Regions from separate parts of the Sus scrofa genome. Here region 2 is linked to region 1. A link is a contact called in public Hi-C data. All regions are on one chromosome and are shown on one strand. Each heading gives the region's core, a stretch centred on a gene start, on an enhancer-like site or on the middle of the called end of the contact. The rest is flanking DNA. Distances are from core to core; before and after follow the strand shown.

Region 1 (6,076 bases), core at 2,636-5,135:
CCCAGACCAGAGATCAAATCCACTCTGCGGTTGTGGCAATACTGGATCCTTAACCTGCCATACCACAAGGGAACTTCCTATATTTGATTTTTTACTAATACCTTTTTTCATATTCCATTTACTCCAAAGTGCACATTCATTAAGCCCTAGCTCTGCAATGTACTCGCTATCTCAGTTTGCTCATATGTAAAATTAGAATAAAACAACACACCTTTTTTTTTTTTTTTCCTTTTGTCTTTTTAAGGGCCGCACCCACGGCATATGGAGGTTACCAGGCTAGGGGTCTAATCTGAGCTACAGCTGCCAGCCTACACCACAGCTCACGGCAATGCCGGATCCTTAACCCACTGAGTGAGGCCAGGGATCGAACTTGAAACCTACTCAGATTCGTTTCTGCTGCGCCACAACAGGAACTCCATAAACAACATACTTTATAGGGGTATTTTAGGGACATAATGAATGCAAAAGCTCATATTTAAAAATAGCAACCTGGAGTTCCCGTTGTGGCTCAGCAGTAATGAATCCTACTAGTATCCCTGAGGATGTGGGTTCGATTTCTGGCCCCGCTCAGTGAATTAAGGATTTGGTGAGCTGCAGTGTAGGCTGCAGACCCGGCTCAGATCTGGGTCCGTGGCTGTGGTATAGGCCAGCATCTGCAGCACCTATTTGACCCCTAGCCTGGGAACTTCCATATGCCTTGGGTGCAGCCCTTTAAAAAAAAAATTAAATTAAAAAACAGCAACCAACCAAAAAATATTCTCTATACCTCACAATCATACACTGATGATTTCCTAATCTACACATACAGGCCAAATTTCTTATTGGCAGTTAAAAATATTCATCTGCTTGCTTGTTATTTCTAGTTTGATGCCACCTAGGGACTTCAAATGCAACATGTCCCAGCCAAACTTAACATCTTTCTCTTAAAAACTGCTCCTGGAGTTCCCGTCGTGGCTCAGTGGTTAACAAATCCGACTAGGAACCATGAGGTTGCGGGTTCGGTCCCTGGCCTTGCTCAGTGGGTTAAGGATCCAGCGTTGCCGTGAGCTGTGGTGTAGGTTGCAGACTCGGTTCGGATCCCGCATTGCTGTGGCCCTGGTGTAGGCTGGCGGCTACAGCTCCGATTAGACCCCTAGCCTGGGAACCTCCATATGCTGTGGGAGCGGCCCAAGAAATTACAAAAAGACAAAAAAACAACCCCCCCCAAAAAAACCCCCCAACCCCCCCCAAACTGCTCCTATTCCTTTATATCCTATCTTATTATTAAAGCCAAAAACCTTGAAGTCATCTTGGATTATTCTCTATTCCTCAACCCCACACTTAATCACCAGATCCTGTTAAATTTGATTCACAAATATAAATCTGGTATCTGCCTTTTTCTCATAATCAGCACTATGCCTCTGCAGATCCTTGTATTTTACAAGAATTACTGCAATAGCTTCTTTACTGCTCATACCCTCTTGTAATCTATCCCGAACATTGTTGTCAGAAGGATTTTTTTTTTAAATACACAACATTGATTACTTCTTAGCTCAAAAGTCTTCAATGGCTTTCCTTCTTTCTTTCTTTGGCTTTTTAGGTCCATACCCCTGGCATACCGAAGTTCCCAGGCTGGGGGTCAAATTGGAGCTGTAGCTGCCAGCCTACACCACAGCCTAAGCAATGCCGGATCCTTAACCCACTGAGTGAAGCCACGTCCTCATGGATATTAGTCAGGTTTGTTATCCCTGAGCCACTATTGGAACTGGCTTTCTACTGACTATAGAATTAGGGAATCTAAAGTTTCTGCTTGATATATATAGGTCTTCTTAATGTGATCTCTGCTTATCTCTCCAGTCTCTTCTTAGCCATCCCTTTCCCTGCCTTAAACTGTAATGTTCAAGCTGGTTGGATTCACCAGAATGTATCAGATTCTCTCCTGACATATGTATGTGCCACTTGCCAGAAATAATTCCCTGTTCCCTGCTTTCCAACTTCTTCAAATAAGAGTCTTTAAATTTTGGCTCAAACCTACCAATTTTTATGATGCCCTCCCTAACTCCTCTGGAAGTCCCCCTACTCTATATTGCTCTTTGTTCCCACAGAGTTTTACTTATTTTTTTAGGCTTTTTTTTTTGGCCTGCACCTGCAGCATATCGAAGTTCCCAGGCTAGGGAGCTACAGCTGCAACCTACACCACAGCTCAGGGCACTGAGGGATCCTTAAACCATTGACCCAGGCCAGGGATTGAACCCACGTCCTCATGGGTACTAGTAGGGTTCCTTACCACTGAGCCACGACGTGAGCTCCCACTTTATTTATTTATCTTCTTCTTCTTTTTTTAAAGGGCTGCATACGGAGGTTCCCAGGCTAGGGGTAGAATTGGAGCTGTAGCCGCAGGCCTACACCGTAGCAACGCAGGATCCAAGCCACATCTGCAACCTACACCACAGCTCACTGCAAGGCTGGATCCTTTACTCACTAAGCGAGGCCAGGGACTGAACCTGCATCCTCATAGATGCTAGTCAGATTCGTTAACCTCAGAGCTGCAAGGGGAACTCCCCACAGTTTATTTTTAATTTGCTTGCATGTTTACTTTAACACGTTTTAATCTCCGGATGGAAAAGACCAATTTTAGCTGGTTATCTGCAGCACTTACCATAGTACCTGGAAATAACAGACACTCAGATACTTCACGATTTACTTCAAGATCTGAGGAAATTTTCCAGGAAACTTACTGTTGTAATAAATAAATGAACCCCCTCCCCATCCAGTTTTCCAAGTTTCTTCCAAAACCTAGCAGGCAAGTCACTCTTAACTTTCCTTACCACATTAGGTAGAATTGACTATTTCCTCCTCTTGTGCTTTCACTGAATGTGGTATGTTAAGTCCTATCATAGCACCAATGATTTTTAAGATTGTATCCCAAGCATCTGATACGTTTTAGGCACGCAATAATGAACCAACATTCACCTTAAGGAGATTTAAACATTCTAGGAAAACGTCACTGTTAGGCATAAACCTTAAGACACTCTTTACAATCCAATACAAATGATTGTTTTTAAATTGCTGCATCCTGCAGGCACTTTAATAGTCCTCAGACAGTTGGCCAAAAGCTTGGCTACGGGAATCACTTATGTTAGGAGAAGACTACGACTAGAGCGCCAAGGATGATTGGCTGCTAGGACCTTTAAGTTACAGGTTTTCAGGCCGACGCCGACGGTAGAACCAGGAAACCGCTAAAAGTTCAGTTTTTGAAATACGGTTTTTGCACCGCAAAGAAAAAAGATTAACCTATCAGAAAGAACCTAGCACATCCAATTACCAATCAAGAGCCGGAAAGAAGCCAAAGCAGGGATACCCACGCACCAACGAGGACGTCATTCTTAAGTCTCCGCCAATGAGCTGTTGGATGCGGGACGGGGCGGGAGGCGGACCAACTGCCACCAAAAACAAACAACAATCTGCAGTACAACTGCTCTCACCACAGTCCTCGTCTAGCAAACCACTGGAGGAAACTCGTGGGCAAAGCCCTTGTTAAATACTTTCCACTCTCCTCCTCTCCTGGGGGCAGTTATAATAGAGTACCTTCCTTACACCAGAAAAAGGACCTTCTTTCCACCAGCTTCCACAGACTCGCAGAAAGCACACTGCAAGTTTGCACTTTCTACCTTCACAGGAACTAGCAGTCCAAAGCTACCTGAGGGGGGAGGGGCGGCCTCAGTGCGCAAGCGTGCATGTCTTGTAGAGGCGGGGCTGTAGCGGCCCAAGGTAACCTGGGTATTGTATTTCATTCTACCGCATCACTCAACTGTTCCTGAGGTTTATGGAACTACATTTCCCAGGAGTCTCCGCGGCCTCGGGGGCGGGAGGGATGGTTCGTTAATGAGCTCGAGGAAGCCGCGGCGCGGCCCACCAGGTTCCAAAACAAGGAAATGAAGGGGGAGGCGGGACTGAGGGTGCCTGTAGGAGCCGCAGCCGCCGCCGCTGCCGCCGCCGCCGCCGCCGCCGCAGAGGAGGAGGAGGTGGAGGAGGTGGCCGCCGTGGCCGCCGAGGAGTCCCTTGCTGAAGGCGGACTGCCGGGCGGCGGGCGGCGCGCGCGCGCCCCAGAGGCGGTTGTTGGAGAAGTGGAGCGGCGGTCGCGGGGGGGAGGAGGAGGAGGAGGAGGGACTGAGTGGCGGCGGCCCCCGCGTCCCGGTGCCTCTATGGGGAAAGCAGACAATGGATTATGATTTCAAGGCGAAGCTGGCGGCGGAGCGGGAGCGGGTGGAGGATTTGTTTGAGTACGAAGGGTGCAAAGTGGGACGCGGCACCTACGGGCACGTCTACAAGGCGAGGCGAAAAGATGGGTAAGAGCAGGGGCGGGGGGAGTAGGCTCGTTCGGGTCCTCGCCCTGCCCGCGACCGCGCGGGATGGGTGGGTCGGAGCCCGGACGGGCCAAGCCCGGGGGGCGAGGCGGACGTGGTCCCGGGGCCGCGTCCCGAGGCGGACTCTGAGGGACACGGGTTCTGCCCGCTCGCGCGGGCCCCGTCGCGCCCCTCAAACTCCTGCGGCGCAGCCCCGTCGCGGGGTGTCGGTTTCGTCCCGGAGGGCACCCTCCGCGTGCATGGAACTGGCGGCGGGACTCGAGTTGGGACCTCGGTTGGATGTGGAGTTTGTGGGGCTTTGGTCTCCGGGGGAGACGCAGAGGTCTGGGAGAGCCTTGCGGAGGAGTTGCCGCTCTGGCCCTCGGTTGGTGACGGTCGTGGTGGAACTTCCAATCGGCTGAGCGCCTCCCGGGGGCGGAGGTTTGAAACCTCGCCGAGGTCTCCGTCGGGCTGCCGAGTGCCTGGGTCCTCGCCAGCCTCACGGGTCTGAGCCGTTGGGCACCTTTTCCCTGGGGGCGAGCCAGCGCTCTGGCCCCTCCGCGCAGTCCCTTCAGTCCCTGTGGAAAACCCGGCCACTTCTCCACCTCGCTTCGCCCACCTCCGATCTTGCTTTCTCACATTCTCCATTCCGCACCTTCCCTTGAATGTAGACCTTCTGAGAGACCAACCAGGTTTTGCCCGCAGAACTTAAGAGTTCGGTGTGGTAACCCATCCCATCCTCCAGCAGCCTCCCCTTGGGTATTCTTAGGTTCTCCACTCCATCCTCTGCCAAGTGGCTGCGTGCTGCGGTTTATTGGGCACCTAGATTACCCATAACGGAATTCAAGTGGCACGGAGTTGGGCCAGAACCCTTGTTTTCCTTGGACTTGAAAGAAAATCATAGGAAGCCCGTCCTGATTGTTCTCTTAGGAGGGCACAGGGCTCTCCAGTACAGGTGGAACCAGCTCCCTGCCTGAGAAGGGTAGGTTTAAACAAGTCATCACCGCAGGGCCCATCCTGGCAGAAATTCCACTTCCCCAGAGTTAGGGAGCCGGGGAACATCTGCCTGTCCCACTTAGTGTTTGAAGACGATCAAAGTGTGGAAGAGAGGTTTTAGGATCATAGCGAAAAATTGCTGAATGAACAGAGTATCCGTCACCGTGACGTTAGTTAAGATCTGAAGTGCTGCTTATCGTTCTTCCACACTCTGTTGTAATTGATAAGGTTGATTGATGAACTCTAGGACCAAAGTAGGTAGGGGATGTGTACGTGTGTGCACTAATTTTATACAGGGAACGAGAAAGCACAACTTTATAAACTGGTTTATCATAAAGTATGGTGAAAACTGCAAAGTACTTAACATTGTAAAGGGTTGTTATTATTGCATATAATTTTTTCCTCTTGTTATAACTGAACGGGTCCCCTAGAATTCAGTTGTTTGTAAACCTTTCTCATGATTCTTTTAGTTAATTGCCATATGTCCCTGCTTGAGTATCTTGGAATGTGAAGTACTATAATTAAGTTGTATTTTGTTTTTGGAATATCCACTCTCCTTGTTATACTGGTGTCTCTCTGGGAATCTTATCAGATACATTTGGGGAAAGCACATCTAGCTTTACTATTTGGACGTTGACACTGTAAAACAAATCAGAAGTGTTCTTCATCCTCCTCACACTAACTTTGTAATGTACTTGGCCTGGAATTTTAAAAAAATGTACTTTAATTTTGTTGTTAAAATAGCTTTTTTTTAA
Region 2 (6,182 bases), core at 135-2,634, 100 kb before region 1:
TCTGGTGTTGCCATAAGCTGTGGTGTATATGTCACAGATACAGCCCGGATCTGACACTGCTGTGGCTGTGGCTGTGGCTTAGGCTGGCAGTTGTAGCTCCAATTCCCGCTCCTAGCTTGGGAACTTCCATATGCCTCAGGTGAGGGCCGAAAAAGAAAAAAAGAAAAAAAAAAAAAATTGTAACTATGTGTTGTAATGGCTGTTAGCTAGACATAGTGGTCATCATTTCACAATATGTACAAATATTGAAAAAGTGTACAGCTGAAACTAGTATAATGTTAAATGTTGGTTATTTCTCAGTTTAAGATAAAAGATGCTGTATATCTGAAATTAACACAACATTGTAAATCAACTACACTGCAATAAATTCTTCTAAAAATAAAAAGAAGGGAGTTCCCATTGTGGCAGAGCAGAAACAAATCCGACTAGCATCCATGAGGATGTGGGTTTGATCCCTGGCCCCACTCAGTGGGTTAAGGATTTGATGTGGCTGTGATGTAGGCCGGCAGCTGCAGCTCCAATTCATCCCCAAGTCCAGGAACGTCCATATGTCACAGGTGCTGCTGTTAAAAAAAAAAAAAAAAAAAAAAAAAAAAAAAAGCCCCCCCCATCTAAATTTTTCACTCTCTCCAGCCACATATGTAGACACCCAGGCAATCAGCGTCTATCTTCTCCCATCTGCTCCCCGTAACCCCTAAGCCCGTACTTCTGTGATTGTCTTCACTGTTCACTGCCTTTGTTCGGGGAATGAATTCTATCAATCTTAAGGGGTGGTTATACTTCACCATTCATTCTTTTAAATTTAAGGAAATCTACACCCCCCCCCCAATTCTACAAGACTCACCAAAATCTTGCATTTATGTTCAACTTTCGAGAGAAAGTCTGAATCAATAATTCCTGATAATTCCACCAGAACCAACTGCTCCTGGTGGAAAAAAGAGAGGTTAACTCTCTAGCTCGCGAGGGTGCAGGAAGAGGCGGTTAACAAGAGAAGCCAAACGACCCCAGCGCCACCACCCCTTTGTGAAATCGAGGTCCTGCTTTCAACCAGAGGAAACCGGCGACGGTACCTAGGATAACTTCCCTCTTTCCCTTCCAACCGCCGTGCCGCTCGCAGGGCGCCGCGAGCCCAGGGTCACGATCCCGCCCGGGGACCCTCCCCCCTTCGCCGGCCGCGCCCGGACTCTCAGCCACGCGGCCGCTGCCGCTGCACTCACGGCCTCCTCTTCGTCCTCGTCCCCATCGCCTCTCCGCGGTTCCTTGGCCGCCGCCATACCGCCGCTCCTCTGCACCGCCTCCCAGCCGCCGGCCCCGCCCGCCTGGGCCTCCATCTTGAGTACGGGCAGCAGCTCCCGCCCCGCTGCGGCTCCAGCCGCGCCCACCGCCCCTGCCAGGACGCGAGATGGCGGCTCCCAGGCCCACGTGGAGCCCCTTCTTTCTCTCCTAAGAGCAGGAGCCGGTCCCGATCCCGTGTCCTTGGAAACTCTCGGGCTCCTGGCCCAGATGGAATGAGAGCAGTAGAGAGGCACAGGGGATAAAGGAGATGCTGGCATGGTGCACCGTGGACCAGGTGCAGCCTCCAGTGCTTGGAAAGAAATTCTTTTTTTTTAAAATTTATTTCTGTTTTCTAAGAAATTCTTAATATCCTGAGAGCTAACTCAGGCTAATTAATATTCTAAATATCGTGTGAGCTAATTCAGGATAATTCCTGTAAGGAAAAGAGAGGTGGTTACAGAAAAAAAATGAGACGGTCTCAACAGAACCAGATTGCCTTTAATCAGCAAGGAGGGGCAGCAGTCGGGTTGGAGGCCAGACTGTTGCGCCAGGGTCTTGGGGCTTTCAGAATATATAGGGGAGCTTAGAAGCCCTGTTTTTTGTCAAGGTTATTTTTATCAGTTACAGTTTAGCAAGTGTGGTCGTTGACTCGGGAATGTGTGTCGGTCGCCGTCAGGAACTGGTCGTGCCTGGAGCCAGTAGTTCTCAGTATCTCCTGGGCGACCTGGGCTTCCCTTTACTTCTTAGCCTCGGAACTTCCCATATGCCACATGCCATAGTTGCGGCCCTAAAAATAAAAAATAAACAAATAATCTTTATCTAAGACAGGATGGTGTCTGTCCAAAGAGCATGAGCTTTGAGGGTCTGATGTTTGTCCATTTCTACTGCATTATGACCAGCAAGGCATGCAGCAACTTGGTTATTGTGAGAATTAAATGAGATTATTCAAATAAAATAGATTTAGCCCAGTATTAGACACTTAATGTGCATTTAATCTATTATTGGGGTAGTATACAAAAATTTAGGGTATTAGGACTTTTAAAAAACATTTTCCAAGAATTCTTGTTGTGGTACATTGGGTTAAGGTTCTTGTCTCTGCAGCAGCTGGGGTTCCTGCTGAGGCGCAGTTCAGTCCCGGGTCCAGGAACTTCCACATGCTGCTGGGCAGCCCAAAAAAAGAAAAGAGTTCTTTTTTTTTTTTTTTTTTTTTTTTTTTTGGTCTTTTCTAGGGCACACCTGTGGCATGTGGAGGTTCCCAGGCTAGGGGTCAAATCAGGGTTGTAGCTGCCGGCCTATGCCAGAGCCACAGCAAGGTCTTCGACTTATACCACAGGTCACAGCAACAAGGCCAGGGATCAAACCCACAACCTCATGCTTCCTAGTCAGATTCGTTAATCACTGAGCCACGATGGGAACTCCAGAAAAATGTTCCAAGTAATGAAGATCTGCTGCTAAATTATAAGTAACAAAATAGGGGAAGATTTCCAAGTCAGATTAGAAAGAGCCATGGGAGAGACAAATTACATGGTTTTCTACAGCCACTGTTAGAGCTAATAGAGAAAAATCTATACAATTTGGTGGGAGGACCAATTGATTTTTAATTGTAGTTAATAAGAGGAATCTTATTTTAAAAAATCAGAAATACAGTGTCTGAGAAACATAAATAGGGTGTCATGCTCAGTATTCAAAAGCTCGCCACAAGGAGGAGACAAATGAATTAAAAATTGTTTATTCTGCTCTTTTTTTTCCTTTAGAACACATTTTATAAATTAAGTGCCTATATGAAACATACACTTAGTAGCAGAAGTCTAGCAAAAGAACCTTTAGTATTAACGTTTTGTCTTAAAAACATTTTACACTTAAATAATTGTTTATAGTCCATTGAATTCTGTTTTTTAAAATCCATCTCTTACTCTGCTTTAAACTAAATGCGGAGTTCCCATCGTGGCACAGTGGTTAACGAATCCATCTAGGAACCATGAGGTTGCGGGTTGGATTCCTGGCCTTGCTGAGTGGGTTAAGGACCCAGTGTTACTGTGAGCTGTGGTGTAGGTCGCAGACTTGGCTCAGATCCCGTGTTGCTATGGCTCTGGCAGGCCGCGGCTACAGCTCCAATTAGACCCCTAGCCTGGGAACCTCCATAAGCCGAAGGAAGCGGCCCTGGAAAAGGCAAAAAGACAAAAACAAACAAACAAAACCCAAAAAACTAAATGCTAGACCAGCGACCCTCAAACTTCAACTGCATGAGATTCACAATGGACAGCTTGTTAAAGCCCCGATTGGGAGTTCCCTGGTGGCTCAGCAGGTTAAGGATCTAGCATTGTCACTGCTGCGGTAAGAGTTCGATCCCTGGCCTGGAACTTCTTCGTGTCGTAGGCACAGCCAAAACAAAAAACAAACAAACAAAAGCCTAGATTGCTCAGCCAGAGATTCTGATTCAGCAGGTCTGGTATAGGACCGGATGTAAAATAGGCATTTCTAACAAATTCCCAGGTGATATTGATGCTTTTGTTCCGGGGAACACATTTGAGAACCACTATGCTAGCTAGATGGCTATGGAAGAAGCCTCTTGCTAGTTAAATATTGGGAGTTCCTTTCTTGGCTCAGTGGTTAACAAACCTGACTAAAATCCACGAGGATATGGGTTCGATCCCCAGCCTCGCTCAGTGGGTTAAGGATCCTGCGTCATTGTGCCTGTGGTGTTGGCCAGCAGCTGTAGCTTTGTTGCTGCCCCTAGCCTGGGAACTTCCATATGCTGTAGGTGCTGCCCTAAAAAGCAAAAAATACATATATCTATATATATATATATATAGAGAGAGAGAGAGGGAACATACTAACCAAAGCATTTTCAGTTTGCACACAAGTAACTTAGTATCAGAAATAAAACTGGAATGTTCATTTTTGGAGAACTTTGATTTCAAAATAAACCAGTTTACACTTAATTTAGTAGCAGCGTGGCACTATTGGAAGCTACTGGAGTGTGTTTCAGGCAGTGAAGTAAAATGGCACCTCCATATGGAAAGACTGAGGGAGTGAGACCAGGTGGGATCTCTGGGGATTCTTCTCAAACCACGACACAGGCACCCCATATGAAGCTCTTGATAAATGTAGAAAATGTTCCCAAAGCAGCTCTTTGGTTCACAGACAACTAACTAGAAGTTTCCTATGATGTTAAAGCAAAAATAGGTGGAGGAAGATGCAAAATCTGCCTTTTTGTTTGTTTTTGTTTTTAGGGCCACATCTGTGGCGTATGGAAGCTCCCAGGGTAGGGGTCGAATTGGAGCTGTAGCTGCCAGCCTGCACCACAGCCACAGCAACGCCAGATCCTTAACCCACTGAACGAGGCCAGGAATTGAACCCACATTCTCACTGACATTATGTCGGAGTCTTAACTGGCTGAGTGAGGCTTTAAAAAAAAAATTTCTGGTCCTAAGGGCTTTCAGATGGGGGGACTTCTCAAGGGAAGGGGTAAGAGATCATCATAGAAAGGAAGCATGAGTGTTGAAAAACAAGCATTTAAATATTACTGACTTAAAAGGGAAAAGTTTTGGAGTTCCCATCGTGGCTCAGTGGTAACAAACCTGAATAGTATCCAGTAGGACGTGGGTTTGTTAACCAGATTGAACTGCAGCTCCAATTTGACCCCTTGCCTGGGAACTTCCATATGCCGCAGGTGCAGCCCTAAAGAGGAAAAAAAAAAAAAAAAAAAAAAAAAAAAAAAAGGCCACAGGACTTGGGCGACTGTCTAGATGAAGAGGCCGTTAAGGAATTTATCCAATTTATTTATTTATTTATTTATTTGTCTTTTTTTGCTATTTCTTGGGCTGCTCCCGCGGCATATGGAGGTTCCCAGGCTAGGGGTCGAATCGGAGCTGTAGCCTCCGGCCTACGCCAGAGCCACAGCAACTCGGGATCCGAGCCACGTCTGCAACCTACAGCACAGCTCATGGCAACGCCGGATCCTAAACCCACTGAGCAAGGGCAGGGACCGAACCCGCAACCTCATGGTTCCTAGTCAGATTCGTTAACCACTGCGCCACGACGGGAACTCCTTATCCAATTTATGAGCCTGAGAGTCAGTTCAGAAGTGTTGTATCTGCAACATGCAGGACAGCCCCAACTGCCCTGTCCAAACAGATTCGAGGGTGACCAACCAGGCTAGTGGTTCTTATGCGTAGTCCCTAGACCCTTGCGGTCAGCATTACCTGGGATTCTGTTACAAACGCGAATTCTCAGGCTTTCCGTTTGTGGCTCAGTGGTTAGCAAACCGGACTAGCATCCATGAGGACTCGGGTTCGAACCCTGGCCCCGTTCAGTGGGTTAAGGATCTGGCATGGCTGTGAGCAGTGGTGTAGGTTGGTGGCTACAGCTCCGATTGGACCCCTAGCCTGGGAATCTCCACAGGCTGTGGGTGTGGCCCTAAAAAGACAGAACCCGCCCCTCACCCCAAACAAAAGGCAAATTCTCAGACCCTACCCCAGACTACGAAGTCACACACGCTGGAAATGAGGCCTGACAATCTGTCATTGAACAGGCTCTCCCGGTGATTCTGACGCAGGTGAAAATTGAGTGCAGCCAGATTTTTTTTTTTTTTTCTTTTAAGAATTTGAAATGGAAGATACCATGAGGATCAGTCTGTTGATCGTGGCAGTAGAAGCTGACAGCCGGTCAGAGAGAGACGAGTAAGCTGGAATTATGAGTAAGCAGAGCTATAACTAAATGAGGTGGTTGGCTGGTAGTCATAGGACCGAGAGGAAGGGTGACACCCCATGGTTGGGGAATACTGCGTTCCTGAGGCAAACGAGAGTGACAAGTTCACCCAGTCTCTAGGTGAGCATGGAATCTCTCCAGGTCCATGTCCATTTTGGTTCCCAATTGAAGCCCAAGCACATTGCTATTCTTAGATA

The links. A called contact is a pair of places that touch in the nucleus more often than the background predicts.
Region 2: a Hi-C map of embryonic fibroblasts shows a contact between it and region 1, with 2.1 times the contacts expected there. The contact joins the promoter of GTF3C6 here to the promoter of CDK19 in region 1. A contact is called at or near these places in 4 of 47 Hi-C or Micro-C datasets (alveolar macrophages, embryonic fibroblasts, heart right ventricle and 1 more) and 1 of 2 datasets of contacts at active chromatin or transcription factors (alveolar macrophages).

The regions. Positions count from the first base shown.
Region 1 is chr1:76,791,285-76,797,360 of Sscrofa11.1, reverse strand. It overlaps CDK19 (cyclin-dependent kinase 19), which reads left to right and starts at 3,885. Exons shown (of 12, transcript XM_021091172.1): 1 at 3,885-4,328. The coding sequence starts at 4,201.
Region 2 is chr1:76,891,963-76,898,144 of Sscrofa11.1, reverse strand. It overlaps GTF3C6 (general transcription factor 3C polypeptide 6), which reads right to left and starts at 1,384. Exons shown (of 6, transcript XM_003121346.4): 1 at 1,218-1,384; 2 at 845-925. The coding sequence starts at 1,331.